2 separate regions of the Mus musculus genome follow, and region 1 is linked to region 2. A link is a contact called in public ChIA-PET data. All regions are on one chromosome and are shown on one strand. Each heading gives the region's core, a stretch centred on a gene start, on an enhancer-like site or on the middle of the called end of the contact. The rest is flanking DNA. Distances are from core to core; before and after follow the strand shown.

Region 1 (6,453 bases), core at 3,489-5,988, 370 kb after region 2:
AAGATTTCTGGCATATGCTAACATGACCAAGCTCTCTATTAGTATGAAAGAATATAGAGCTAGGTAAGATATGGTCTTCACTCCTGAAGAATTTCCAGCCTGACAAATACATGCAGACTAACATTTAGGAAAGAGTTAATAACAAATAAAGGATTTAGCTAGAACCCTCACACAGCCTTCTATAAAAGGACTATTCTATAGGAGCCATCAATAACAAGGCTTTGTGTGTGTTTCTCACTGCTGTGAACCAACATTTTAAACAAAGGTTTTTGTGGGTTCAAAATGGTATATGTTAGCTCTGCATGATGCTGTGTACCTGTAATGCCAGCATTTCAGATGCTAAGGCAGGAACATTTAGAGTGCAAGTATGAGCTTCCTATCAAGGTATTATATTTAAAAAACAAAACAAAACAAAGAAAAAACAAAAAGTAAAGTTCTTTTTTTGACAACTTATGTATAAAATTCTAAAAGCCTAACTAAGAACTAACACAACATTTTATACACAGAAATAAGTGTGAGAAATGAAATAATTGGGATAAAATCTGAAATAGCAAGATTTTCAATAGCAAATAATAGCCACATTTGCTTTCATATGGTAGATACCCTTGCAATTGATTTGCTTCTGGCTTCTAGGACTAATGTTCAGGGAGTGATTGTCTCAGGAAAATGAGAAATAATGTTAGTATTGTCATGTTATGAGATTATAGAATCCATGTTAATTTAGTATTTATTATCAGAATATTATTCAAAAGTTCTTTTTAGTTGAAAACTCAGATTTAGCAACTCCAGAGGCTATAGAAGTTTTGCATATATAATTTTTAGAGATTATCTTAAGGATGTTGAAAATAAAAGGTATTTTTTATATAAAATGTATTTTGTATCCTGAATAAAACATGGTCACGCGTGTCTTTTCAAGACAGAAGAAGATAGCCAGACAAGTTCTAAATGTGTGCCTTCCAAACGGGCACAGGAACCTCCTGAATCTGCTTAACTGATAGCTTTAATGGCTTGAATAGGGTTATAGATTCCTCCAGTATTGTCCTTAATGCAGAAGCTAGGTGTTTGCATTCTGTTTTAAAATTTTTTATTTAAGTTCTGAACTTAGCATAGCGTTCAGAAATACTTGGCTGTTTATTTTATTTTGTAGGGTCAGGGGAGAAGATTGAGTCTAAAGGACTAAATTAGCATTTGAAATTAGTAGGCAGTTTCAAGCCACCCTGAATATGCTTCCCTCAGACTGCCCTACCCTACCCAGCTTGGTACCTGGAAAGCACAGATAACTATGGTCTTGGAACAAATAGCAAAGGCAAAAATGGAATCCTCAGCACTGCCTTCTCTCTTAGATGATACACCTTCCTCTGGCTTCTTCCCCCTGCTGTTTCTGGTTTGTCTAGCCCACTAGTTTTATAAACAATTGTGTCTCATCAGTCTATTCAAAAGTTGATGATTAAGGGCTGATACTCTTGTCTCTGGTGTGACTACCACTAGAAGACTGTTAAAGTTACTTGAAAAACCAAAAAAAAAAAAAAAAAGACTGTTAAAGTTATATTCTTGTATACTGGTATTTTGTTCTAAGATCTTGAATGCTGTAGAAGTTTATGCTTAAGACAACATTTATATTTATATTGAATTTCAATTCTTTTCATATTATCAAAGGTGTTAGCTAACTTTTATGTGCACACAGCTTTGTTTTTTTTAAATCTCATTTTAGGTAAGGATATGAGCTGCCTCTAGACACTCATTATTTTTAACAAATGAAGTCATAGCTTAAAGTTGTTGTAACTTAAGCAGCCACCTCTCTAGTTTTATGCTGTCACTCATCCCTGCCCTGCTATTCTTTCTGGATAAGGATTCACCTCTGGGCTTTCTAAATGACCAGAGGCAGTCATCTAAACTCAGTATCTTCACAGCATGACTGGGTCTTTCTATGTCCTGTGTGCACAAATGACAAGATTTTTACAATTGTATTTGGAAACTGGGGGGGGGGGGGGGGGCACACATGACACTGTAGTGTCCCAGATCTTTCAAACAACATTTTACATATGTTAAAGAAAACCAAATTGCTGGCTCCAGTGTGTGTGTACATTTTCCATTTTAACCTGTATGCTACACCCCATTAACTTGCTACCCTCTTAGATTTGGTGGTCCATTAACAATGCAGGGCAAGAATCCAAGATCCTGATTGCTCAAGCCTTACTCAATAGTGTTAACTTGACATATTATTAAATCTAGAGAAGTTAAAGAGAGGAAATTATAAATGTTTTTGTTGCTGCTAAGAACTTTAAGCACTTTACATATATTTATCTTATCTAATTACTGCATCAGTGCTATAAAAGAGATATTGTTTGGGTTTTATTTATTTATTTATTTATTTATTTATTTTTGATGTGTGAACTGTTACTTCAAAGTTAATGGTACTGAAGTGCCAGAAAACTGGTACGTGGCCTTCCAGTACTTGCTGCAGGAGTCTGCCTTCAGGGTGAGACATGTGTTCTCACCCCTACCTTCCTATGATAAGTGCTGAATTCACATTTTTTTAATTTATTCTCACATTCTCATACACATTCGTTGACCACCTCTCCAGCTGTTAATGAGAGTGATGGTCAGGAAGACTTTAGAGAAGTCCTTTGGGAGATGAATTTGAACGGTTGCAGGACTTGGTTAGTGAGGGAAGAGGGAAATCCATTTTATACCTGAGCTTTCACAGCACGAGCAAAGGCAAACAGGTGTGGCATGGCTCTCCTCAAGGAGCCACTCGTCTGCAAATCTCTGTGGAAGTCTGAACTTTGAAAAGCTTTCCCCTTCATTTTTCTTCCTTACAGCTGGATTCACTATAAGAATACACACACACACACACACACACACACACACACACACACACACAGACTTTCTCAGGAGAAGTTTTGTTTGTTTTTCGAGACAGGGCTTCTCTTTGTAGCCCTGGCTGTCCTGGAACTCACTCTGTAGACCAGGCTGGTCTCCAACTCAGAAATCCTCCTGTCTTTGCCTCCCAAGTGCGGGGATCAAAGGCGTGCGCTACCACTGCCCGTCAGGAGAAGATTTATAATTCATCAGTTTCTGGGTAAGACTTCTGATGGGAGGAATCTATGTCTGCAGACGAATGTATTTCAAACATATTTGCAAATCATTCTGATTAATACAAAACCGTTGTGCATGGGGAGATGCTCAGTGGGTGAAGTCTATGCTGGGCAAGCATGAGGACTAAATTCAGATCTCTGGTGTCCACATAAAAACAGGTGTTGCAGTTGCATCCCTAGACGACAGAGGTAGTAGTACCTTGGGTCTCCATGCTCCAGTTTTAGTGAGAAACACTGTCTCAAAAAAAAAAAAATGTTTTTTTTCTTTTGGAAAGTAATAGAGGAAGATATTCCATGTAGACCTCTGGCTTCTCTGGTCACAAATATGGGCACTTAAGCAATCATATATGCACATATCATACACACACACATACACACACACACACTCATTAGCACACACCAAGACAAAACGTTTCACTTGAAGCCTTAAGACATATGGATATGCACATTCATGAAGCTGAAACAAAAGTTCCACTGCCTGGGATTTATTTTACCTTAACTTCATCTGTACACCGTAATTTTGTTTTTTGTTTGTTTGGTTTTTTTCTCTCATTTAAAAAGAATCCTGTAAATAATTAAAAAGAAATGTTCTAAAGAGGCTGGAGACATGACTCACTCAGGAGCACTCTGCTCTTGCAGAGTTCCTGGGTTTGGTTTTTAGTAACTATTTGGCAGCTAACAACCATCTGTAACACCAGTTCTAGGGGCTCTTCTGATGCCCTCTTTTGGCCTCTGCAGGCACCAGGCACACACATGGTACGTAGACAAACATGCAGACAAAATACCCCCATACTAAACAAATAAAAATAAATAGAAGGAAATTTAAAATAGTAAAAAGAATCCTGGCCAAAGTCCACTGAACTAATGCTATTATCTTCCAGTAGGTTACAATCAATGGCTTTCAGACACTGCAGGAGAGCATCATCTGTTTTAATCTAAGAGTCAGTCGTGTGGTCAGATTTGCATTTTAACATTCTTTGCCAATGGCTGCTTTAACAGAATTACCAGGATTTGGATGATATGGAAGAGGTCAGTGGGAAGAGTAGAGGGGGATCAAGGATAGCTCTGTGTTTATTGTTTGAGAATTTGGTTGGATAGAAAGGAATGAAAACAAGTAGGTGATTGTTTGGGTCGTGCCATGTAGGAGCTGTTTAGGTGGCTTCCCATTACCTCTTCCAGCCTTCTTCTGTCAGAGCACCAGCACTAGAAATTTGTACTAAAAGGGTTTTCAAAAGGCAACTCTCTTCTAGTAAAAGGAGAGAGAGAGTTTTAGAGAGAATTCTGAAATGAAATGTAATTTACAGACTGTTTTTCATCTGTGGAAGATATTTTGTTAGTCATGAATACTTAAATAAGCCCTGATACTAAGAACAGCAGCAGACTGGAGGGGGCTGTGTGTACTAACTCAGTGGTAGGATACACCATAGCATTATAGCTCTACAACAAGGCAGTGACCAAATACAGTGATGTCCTTTTATCAGATTAGTATAGTATTCAGGCAAAAGGCATTATCATGTGGTTTTCATATGATAAATGTTTTAGAAACCAAACACAGTGATAACTGCAGAAGTTCCAATATTGGTTCCCTTTGGTAGGGAAAGGCAGGCTTAGAGGAGGAACCCCAGTTCACTGCAGACATGCTGGTGACTTCACAGATGTGAAGCCTTGTAATTCAAACTGCATTTATTTCTAGAAGTAAATATGTAAATTATGGTTTGCCTTCTTATTACTAATTATAAATGTAAATTTTTTATCTTCATGGGTTAAATGAAAAAGGGAAAAAAAAAAAACTAGAACATATTTCAGTAGATGCCTCCCAAAAGGCAATTTGTTATCTGTATTTTCTAAGTGTGCCATAAACAAATAAAAAAAATTTTGGGAGATGTCAGGCTTGATATGAAAATCTAGGCAAAAAATGAATATTAAAGTATTTTTTTTTTAAGTTGACAAAGGGAATGGAAAAGGCAGGTCTTGAGACTTTATCTGTGGTTAGACACAGCTGAGTATTGTGCTCCTTGGGAACTTGATAGAGCTGCCTCGTCATCTATCTGTGAGGAAAGCCCTCTGTCTGCTCTCTCCCCAGGCAGAGTGCTAGCTTTATCAAAGGTGTGGGAGGAGAGGAGTGTGCCTTCCGAGTTAAGACATAGGGGCAATGGTATTGGGAGGGGTACTGAGGGGTACCGGGGCATTCTATCTGGAAAAGACTGATTAGGGTAGTAAGCTGCAGCAGTTGGTTAGATTTGAAGAGCTGGTGATAGTTAGGTTAACAAAATTCAACTCAATAGAAAACTGATTAAGAACTAAATTGTGTCTACGCCATCCACTAGAAGCTCCCAAGTAAGCCACCCCAGAGAAGAGTAGTTGGGAATATTTCAAAAGCCTTCAGTGTTTTGTCAGGGACAATAGAAATATTAGCCATATTATTGAAGGCAGCAATACTCGGCTAACCGATACTGAGCGTGTTCTTACAGCTCAGGTGGACACCTGTTGTCTTCTCAGTCCAAGTGTTGGTAATTCACTAAAGTCTGTCTTCAAAGATGAGAGTGGGAAGTCACATTGCCGTTGACCAATGACCACGTGCAGTGCTGGCTTGTTTGTCACAGGTGTCTGAAAGTTCTGCATTTGGTGTGAAGATGCTCAGGTGCTTGCAGTTTTGTTTCTTGGTTTTTAGGGAGGGTTGTGTTCTGTGTCTTTCTTAAAGAACTTGAAGAAAAGATTATAAATGCAAGATTAATACTGAAGAAACTCTTAGCATTTTTACAGCTAATGACACTTTTTTTTTTCTTAAAGCTTTCAAAATATTTAAACTGATTGAGTCATGAAGGGCAAGTTTCATATTGATAGCCTAAAATCTAATTTATTTTTATGCCTCCTTTATTGTTTCTGATTGAGAAATGAAGTGAATGAACATTTTAGAACTGTGTAAAGCAAGACAAGAGTAAGTATGAAACAGGAGTGTCTGGGCCAGTGGACAGCAATTCTGGTAGATTTCCCCTAGTCTTTTGGGGTTTTTTGGTTTGTTCTCATTCTCACAAATATATTTTTAAAAGGTTCAGAGGCATCTGAAAATGGTGCTGCATGTCTGTAATCCCAGCACTGGAAGTGATGGCAGGAAGATCAGGAGTTCAAATCCAGCCTCAGCACCATAGTGAGTTTGACATTAGACTGAGTCACATGAGACCTCATTTTTAAAAACCAAAACAAACGCTTAAATAAAGCTTTACAATTGCAGAGTCAGTATATTTATTGATTACTTTTAAAATATTCTATATTTAAAGCTATATTAGGAACATTTTTCAATAATAAAGGTTATATTGAAGTAACCGCCTAACATTTTATTGTTTTAATATCTATC
Region 2 (6,245 bases), core at 2,721-5,220:
ACAAGAGTAATTATCTTATGAGAGTGCTAATGTCACTTCAACCACCCGGCCATACAAAATGAAGGCAGAGTTATCAAGATATATTCGTCTTTGTGCAGAAATTGGACCCTTATACAATCAGTTTGACTATGGTTGCTGCCTTGCAGGGTACTACAGCACAAGCAATTCTTTCACAGCACTAAGGTTATAAAAAATGTTTTACGTATAAGTCATCTTTAAAAAAGACTGTCCAAAAGTTTAAAGGCATAGACAGATAGTAGAAAATTTCCCCTGGAATCTGTCATCACTACAGGAGAGATAATCTTTGGGCCAGAACTCAGACAGTATGCTCAGATTAAGAAATATTTATATTTGAGTTAATGCAAAGCTCAGAGGAACCTCAGTGAGGCTTCGGTGGCATTTCCTTTGTTTTGCAAACCCTGCCTAGGGAAGTTCTTGGGACCTCACCTCTCCTTGCCTCTAGGGAATTTTTTTAAAATCTAAAACAACATTATTACAGGTCTATCCAGGTGTTGCTCAAAATGAAGCTTAAGTGTAAGATTTATGAAAGGTCAATGAGGCTGTAGAACTTATAGAGGTATTACAATCTGGCTTGCCTACTCCATAAAAAATTACTATAGATTTGGAAGGTGGTTTTTTTTCTTTGCATCCTGATAATTGTAAAGGGTTTGCTTCCAGTGAGCTTGTGATCATTGGAAAGTTTTGCCTCTAGGTATGGCTAATAGTCTTATGTTATATAAGAAAAAAGTTGTTTTCTGTCTCTGCTTCAATACAAGAAGCTAAGACTTTAAATTGTTCAATGTATATTGTTTCTTAAATGTAAAGTCATTTATTAGCAAATGCCTCTGAAGGGAAGTTTACTTCAAATCTTTGCTCTCACACAATGAGCTTTAAAGTTCTTGGGAGTAGCTGTAGCTCCGGAAAAGATTCAGAGGCAATATCTTTTTAATATTTAGGGTATTACTTATCCTAGGCAAATTTTGGCACAGAAAATTTAAGAAAGAAAAGATGATTTGCTTACTTCAAATTATTTTCAAAAGCTTCCAGGAGATATTAATTGGCTAAGACCTCACCTTAAGGTTTTAAGGTGACTTAAACCTTTGTTGGATGTTATCAAGGGAGATGCAAATTAAGTGGTGAGAAACGAAAGGCTTTGTAGAAAGTAGAGGAAGCTTTTATAATTAATTGTTATCAATTGTAATCAATAGTAATCAAATATTAGCTGCTTATTTTAGTTATTGTTACTCAATGTGCCCACAGGAATTCTTTGGCAAAAGAGAACATTAATGTAAAATCATCTTTCTTCATCTCCAAGTAAAGTTTTAACATCCTATTATGATTAGCTGTTGTGGTGCTAATAAAGATTGTAAGATAAAATCATGAAGGTTTTTTAGAAAAACAACAACAAAAATGAGTGTTAAAAACCTGACAAGGGCCCAAAACCTAAGATACCCAAGATATAAGATACAATTTCCTAAACACATGAAACTCAAGAAAAATGAAGACTGAAGTGTGAACACTATGCCCCTCCTTAGAAGAGGGAACAAAACACCCTTGGAAGGAGTTACAGAGACAAAGTTTGGAGCTGAGATAAAAGGATGGACCATGTAGACACTAGCATATCCAGGGATCCATCCCATAATCAGCTTCCAAATGCTGACACCATTGCATACACTAGCAAGATTATGCTGAAAGGACCCTGATATAGCTGTCTCTTGTCAGAGTATGCCTGGGCCTAGCAAACATAGAAGTGGATGCTCACAGTCGGCTATTGGATGGATCACATGGCCCCCAATGAAGGAGCTAGAGAAAGTACCAAAGAAGCTAAAGGGATCTGCAACCCTATAGGTGGAACAACATTATGAACTAACCAGTACCCCGGAGCTCTTGACTCTAGCTGCATATGCATCAAAAGATGGCCTAGTCGGCCATCACTGGAAAGAGAGGCCCATTGGACACGCAAACTTTATATGCCCCAGTACAGGGGAACGCCAGGGCCATAAAAGGGGAGTGGGTGGGTAGGGGAGAGGGGGTGGGTGGCTATGGGGGACTTTTGGTATAGCATTGCAAATGTAAATGAGCGAAATACCTAATAAAAAATGGAAAAAAAAAAAAAAAACCTGACAAGGCATCTGTTCCTTGTTAGAAACAGCAATTAAATTGATTATTACAGAATACTGATATTTGGCCTATTGCATAGCAAACTTTTTAGGTAAAATTGATAAACATTATCCAAAAGATAAGATTGCTTCTATGCATGCTTTTGTATTTTCTGTAAATTTATGCATGCATGCATGCATCCCATAAAGAATACATCTACTGTATTTAAAAACAGCCCTTCTATGGGAGAAAAGTATATGTGATTGGATCACATGTTTATTCTTTTGAGTTACCTGCTGCTTCAGCACAGATAATTGAATTGTGTGCTGTAGCCTGTGTTTTGAAATGTTGAAAAAATCAAGCTTTAATTTGTATACTAATAGTCGATATATATGTATATACAAATTAAAGCTTGATTGTCTCTCTATACATAGCTATAGCTCAGGGCTTACAATTGCTTGAAATTGGTTATTTCTTAGATACTACAAATTCTTAAATTTGCAATTGTTTACTCATATACAACTCAAGTTAAGAAAAAAAAATACTGTTCCTTTAAAGGACTGTCTTTGGACATTTAAGAACTCATTCTAAATTGCCTGGACAAGACCTCTTAAAACAATGCCACCCCAAATTTACATCCCAGACAGATTATAGGCCTTACACAAGAATAATTGTCCATATTATCTCATTCTTTACATCATCAAAATAGTAGTGGCTTGAGATAATAATTTGGTATTTTTTAGAGAATGTGCATGTCAAATTGTAAAGAATTGTTCTCATTGTCCTCAGTTTCTACCTGTTCAATATAATTGTGTTAATTCTTGAGGACTTATACTTAATCAATTATTGCAAATGAATACTCATATTTCTGATTTTTAAAAAGTAAAATATGCACATGTGACTATTGATACCTTTTCAGGCTTTCTAGTTGCAACTGCTCTAACAAGAGAAGCAACTAAAAGTGTAATTAGTCATGGCCTATCTTAATATTTTTTGTATTCTTGGTGTTCCAAATTAGATTAAAACAGATATTGGAACTGGCTATTAAAGTCAAATATTTGAGATGTTTTGTGAACAATTTAATGTTACCCATGTTACTGAGATTTTTTTATATTTCTCAAGGACAGGGTATTGTGGAACTTTAAAATTATATCTTCTTTAAAAACAATAAAGGGGGAAATTATATCCCCATGTACATTATTTAAATCACACTTTTTATTTTTTTAAATTTTAAAATATTGGATGCCAAAGAACTCCTTGTTAAGTGCCTTACAGTATCTTAACACTAGGCATACTCATGCCTAGGTGAGATGGAGGATCCACTTATTGGTATATGGCATGATCCTGATCATATATTTAATATGGGGAAGAGGGCACATTTGTGTTTTTTTCCATAGAATGCTGTAGGAGCATGGCAGTTGCCAGAATGATTCGTGTGACAGACTGATCTGTGAGCTTGCTTAGTGCCCTGACAATGGTGATAAGAAAGCTGTATTGGGTTTGGGTTCTTGACCCACCTTTGCTTGGCTTTGTCCCAGATTAGACAAGCTAAGCTGCCTTGCTTCAAGCTTTTTAACCTGTGGGACAGAGAACATAAGTGACTGTGGAAACCGACTTCGAAAAATTAATCAAAAGGAGGAGTGTAGAATCCAAAATAAATTCAAGACCACCTAGCCCCTTCCCCCTCTGAAGGGACTTTCCAAACTATATAGTTTTACCAAGTCTACAGCTGCCAAAACAAGATTAGCTGTTCTTGGAAAAATAACCATAACAAAAATAACAGTTCTCAGAAAAATTCTTCTGCCCTGCCTCACACTAAATTCCAAGAAAAACCACAAGGGCAGGCAGAGTGAGTCACTAGGCCAAAGGTAGTCACCCTATGAGAACCAACCAATGCCTGAAAGGGTTACTTGCTGCACCATTAGAGAAAGCCAGCTAGCCCTGTTGCCTAAATCTGCCCCTTACAATGAATAAAAAGTGTGTTCTTTCTTTGTTTGGGGTCTCTCTTCTTGCCTGCATACTGAGGGGGGTCCCCAACACATTGGATCAATAAAAAAACCTCTTGCAGTTTGCAGCAATGTCGATCTCTGTGGTCTTTGTTAGTGAGGGTCTTTTGGCGGACTCCAACAGGAATTATAATGACTCTTCTCTTTCCTTTAATGTGACCAGTTATTCTGACTCAATCATGGACTGCTCTAGTAATAAATCCAATATTAGAGAGTCCTATTATGAAGATAGCTAAAAACCTTTTAGCCAGCAGAGTTAACTTGGAGCATAACCTATTTACATGAGAAGTAACAGCTTTTCTGTTGATTCTCAAAGTCACCTGCCCCACACAAGGAGGCCAGAGTTTGGGCTTTATCATTGCTAATTTGCAACTGAATAGAGTACCTGGACTTATGGACAGACAAACTTAATCATGTTGCTTTCAACTTTGGGTTTGCATTTCAAGCAGGTCGGTTACCTCCATGCAGGATCACCTTCAGCAAGTGCAGATGGCAGAAATTCAGCTATATGAAGAGATGCATTGAGTGTATATTGTGGCTTTCCTCTGATTGGGAAAAGGGTGTGCAATGAGGGCCAGCAGCCAAGGATGGGCCACTGTATCTATGGCTTATTTCAATCTAAGACAGAGGCATGTGCCAAGAAGCAAAAGCAAGAAGTTTGTTCATAATAACACCAAAGAGCCGTGTTTGTGCAAATAAATACATATAAGCTGCATGTATTCTCCAGGACAGATAAGAATAAGTCCAATAGATTCAGTCCTAAGAGAGGCACAGGCACAAGCCACCATAATTCCCAGGCAGGACCATGGAGCCTATACCCCAGTCCAGCTAATTTTTTATTAAATAACTAGAGAGGAATTATAGCCTCCCCTAGCCTTGAGCAGGCTGGCGCAGACCTGTTCTGCCACTGTCAGCTAGCCCACCTAGGGTAGCGTCCTCAGACCTAGATAGGTCTATTGTTCTGTCATAACTGCGGTTTTCTGCAAGACAACGCTACCTGCTACCCGCTGAGAGGCTGAACCTGTCTTCCTGAGGCAATCCTGAATAAGCAACAGCCTGGTAACAGAGTGAAGAGAGCCTGGTGACAAGGTGACAAAGCATTGAGAGCCTGGCATGGTGGGGGATGGGCTCAGACTCTCTCTTTTTTTTTTTTTTTTTAGAAGGCAGCTGTTTAATCACCTCCTTGGATACACTCAAGGATAACTCACACTTGGCAGCCACATAGAGTGGCTGGAAACAAGGGGCCTTGATCAGTATCTTTGTCTTGGTTTCCTATTTCTCTCGCTGTCTCTTTCCCATACAGCCCCAGCCTCCCTTTCAGGAACCCCGTTTGTGTAGCTGTGGGCAACTAAACCAATGGATGGTTTTAGCTCCTTTGTCAAAGATCAGGTGACCATAGGTGTAGGGGGTCATTTCTGGGTCTTCAATTCTATTCCATTGATCTATCTGTCACTGTACCAATACCATATAGTTTTTATCACAATTGCTCTGTAGTACAGCTTGAGGTTGGGGATGGTGATTCAACCCGAGGTTCTTTTATTGTTGAGAATACTTTTTGCTATTCTAGGTTTTTCGTTATTCCAGATGAATTTGCAAATTGCCTTTTCTAACTCTGTGAAGAATTGAGTTGGAATTTTGATGGGGATTGCATTGAATCTGTAGATTGCTTTGGTAGGATAGCCATTGCTCCAATTGCTCCAGTTAAGACTTCAAGTACTATATTGAATATGTAGAGAGAGAGTGGGCAACATTGCCTAGTCCCTGATTTTAGGGGGATTGCTTCATGTTTCTCTCCATTTACTTTAATGTTGGCTACTGGTTTGCTGTGTATTGCCTTTATTATGTTTAGGTATGGGCCTTGAATTCCTGATCTTTTTAAGACTTTTATCATGAAGCAGTGTTGGATTTTGTCAAATGCTTTCTCAGCCTCTAATGAGATGATCATGTACTTTTTGTCTATGAGTTTGTTTATATAGTCGATTACTTTGATGGATTTCTGTATATTGAACCAGCACTGCATCCCTGGGATGAAGCCAACGTGATCATGTTGGATGATTGTTTTGATGTGTTCTTGGATTCGATTTGTGAGAATTTAATTGAGTATTTTTGCATTGATGTTCATAAGGGAAATTGTTCTGA

What was found. ChIA-PET counts read pairs in DNA pulled down with a chosen protein or histone mark.
Region 1: a contact with region 2 is called in an SMC1A ChIA-PET map of the G1E-ER4 cell line, with 8 read pairs. The contact joins two enhancer-like sites. A contact is called at or near these places in 1 of 15 datasets of contacts at CTCF or cohesin (the G1E-ER4 cell line), 1 of 115 datasets of contacts at active chromatin or transcription factors (embryonic stem cells) and 1 of 9 other capture datasets (embryonic stem cells).

The regions. Positions count from the first base shown.
Region 1 is chr13:75,728,768-75,735,220 of GRCm38.p6, forward strand. The region is part of intron 2 of Ell2 (elongation factor for RNA polymerase II 2); the gene reads left to right. Among named protein-coding and RNA genes, the nearest start is that of Ell2, 25 kb to the left of the region's middle. Within about 2 kb of position 4,739, at least 25 of the 459 cell types and tissues checked have an H3K27ac peak or open chromatin away from gene starts, as enhancers often do. A contact at or near this core is called in the G1E-ER4 cell line, where this site is marked.
Region 2 is chr13:75,363,346-75,369,590 of GRCm38.p6, forward strand. No RefSeq gene overlaps it. Among named protein-coding and RNA genes, the nearest start is that of Pcsk1, 280 kb to the left of the region's middle. Within about 2 kb of position 3,971, at least 33 of the 459 cell types and tissues checked have an H3K27ac peak or open chromatin away from gene starts, as enhancers often do. A contact at or near this core is called in the G1E-ER4 cell line, where this site is marked.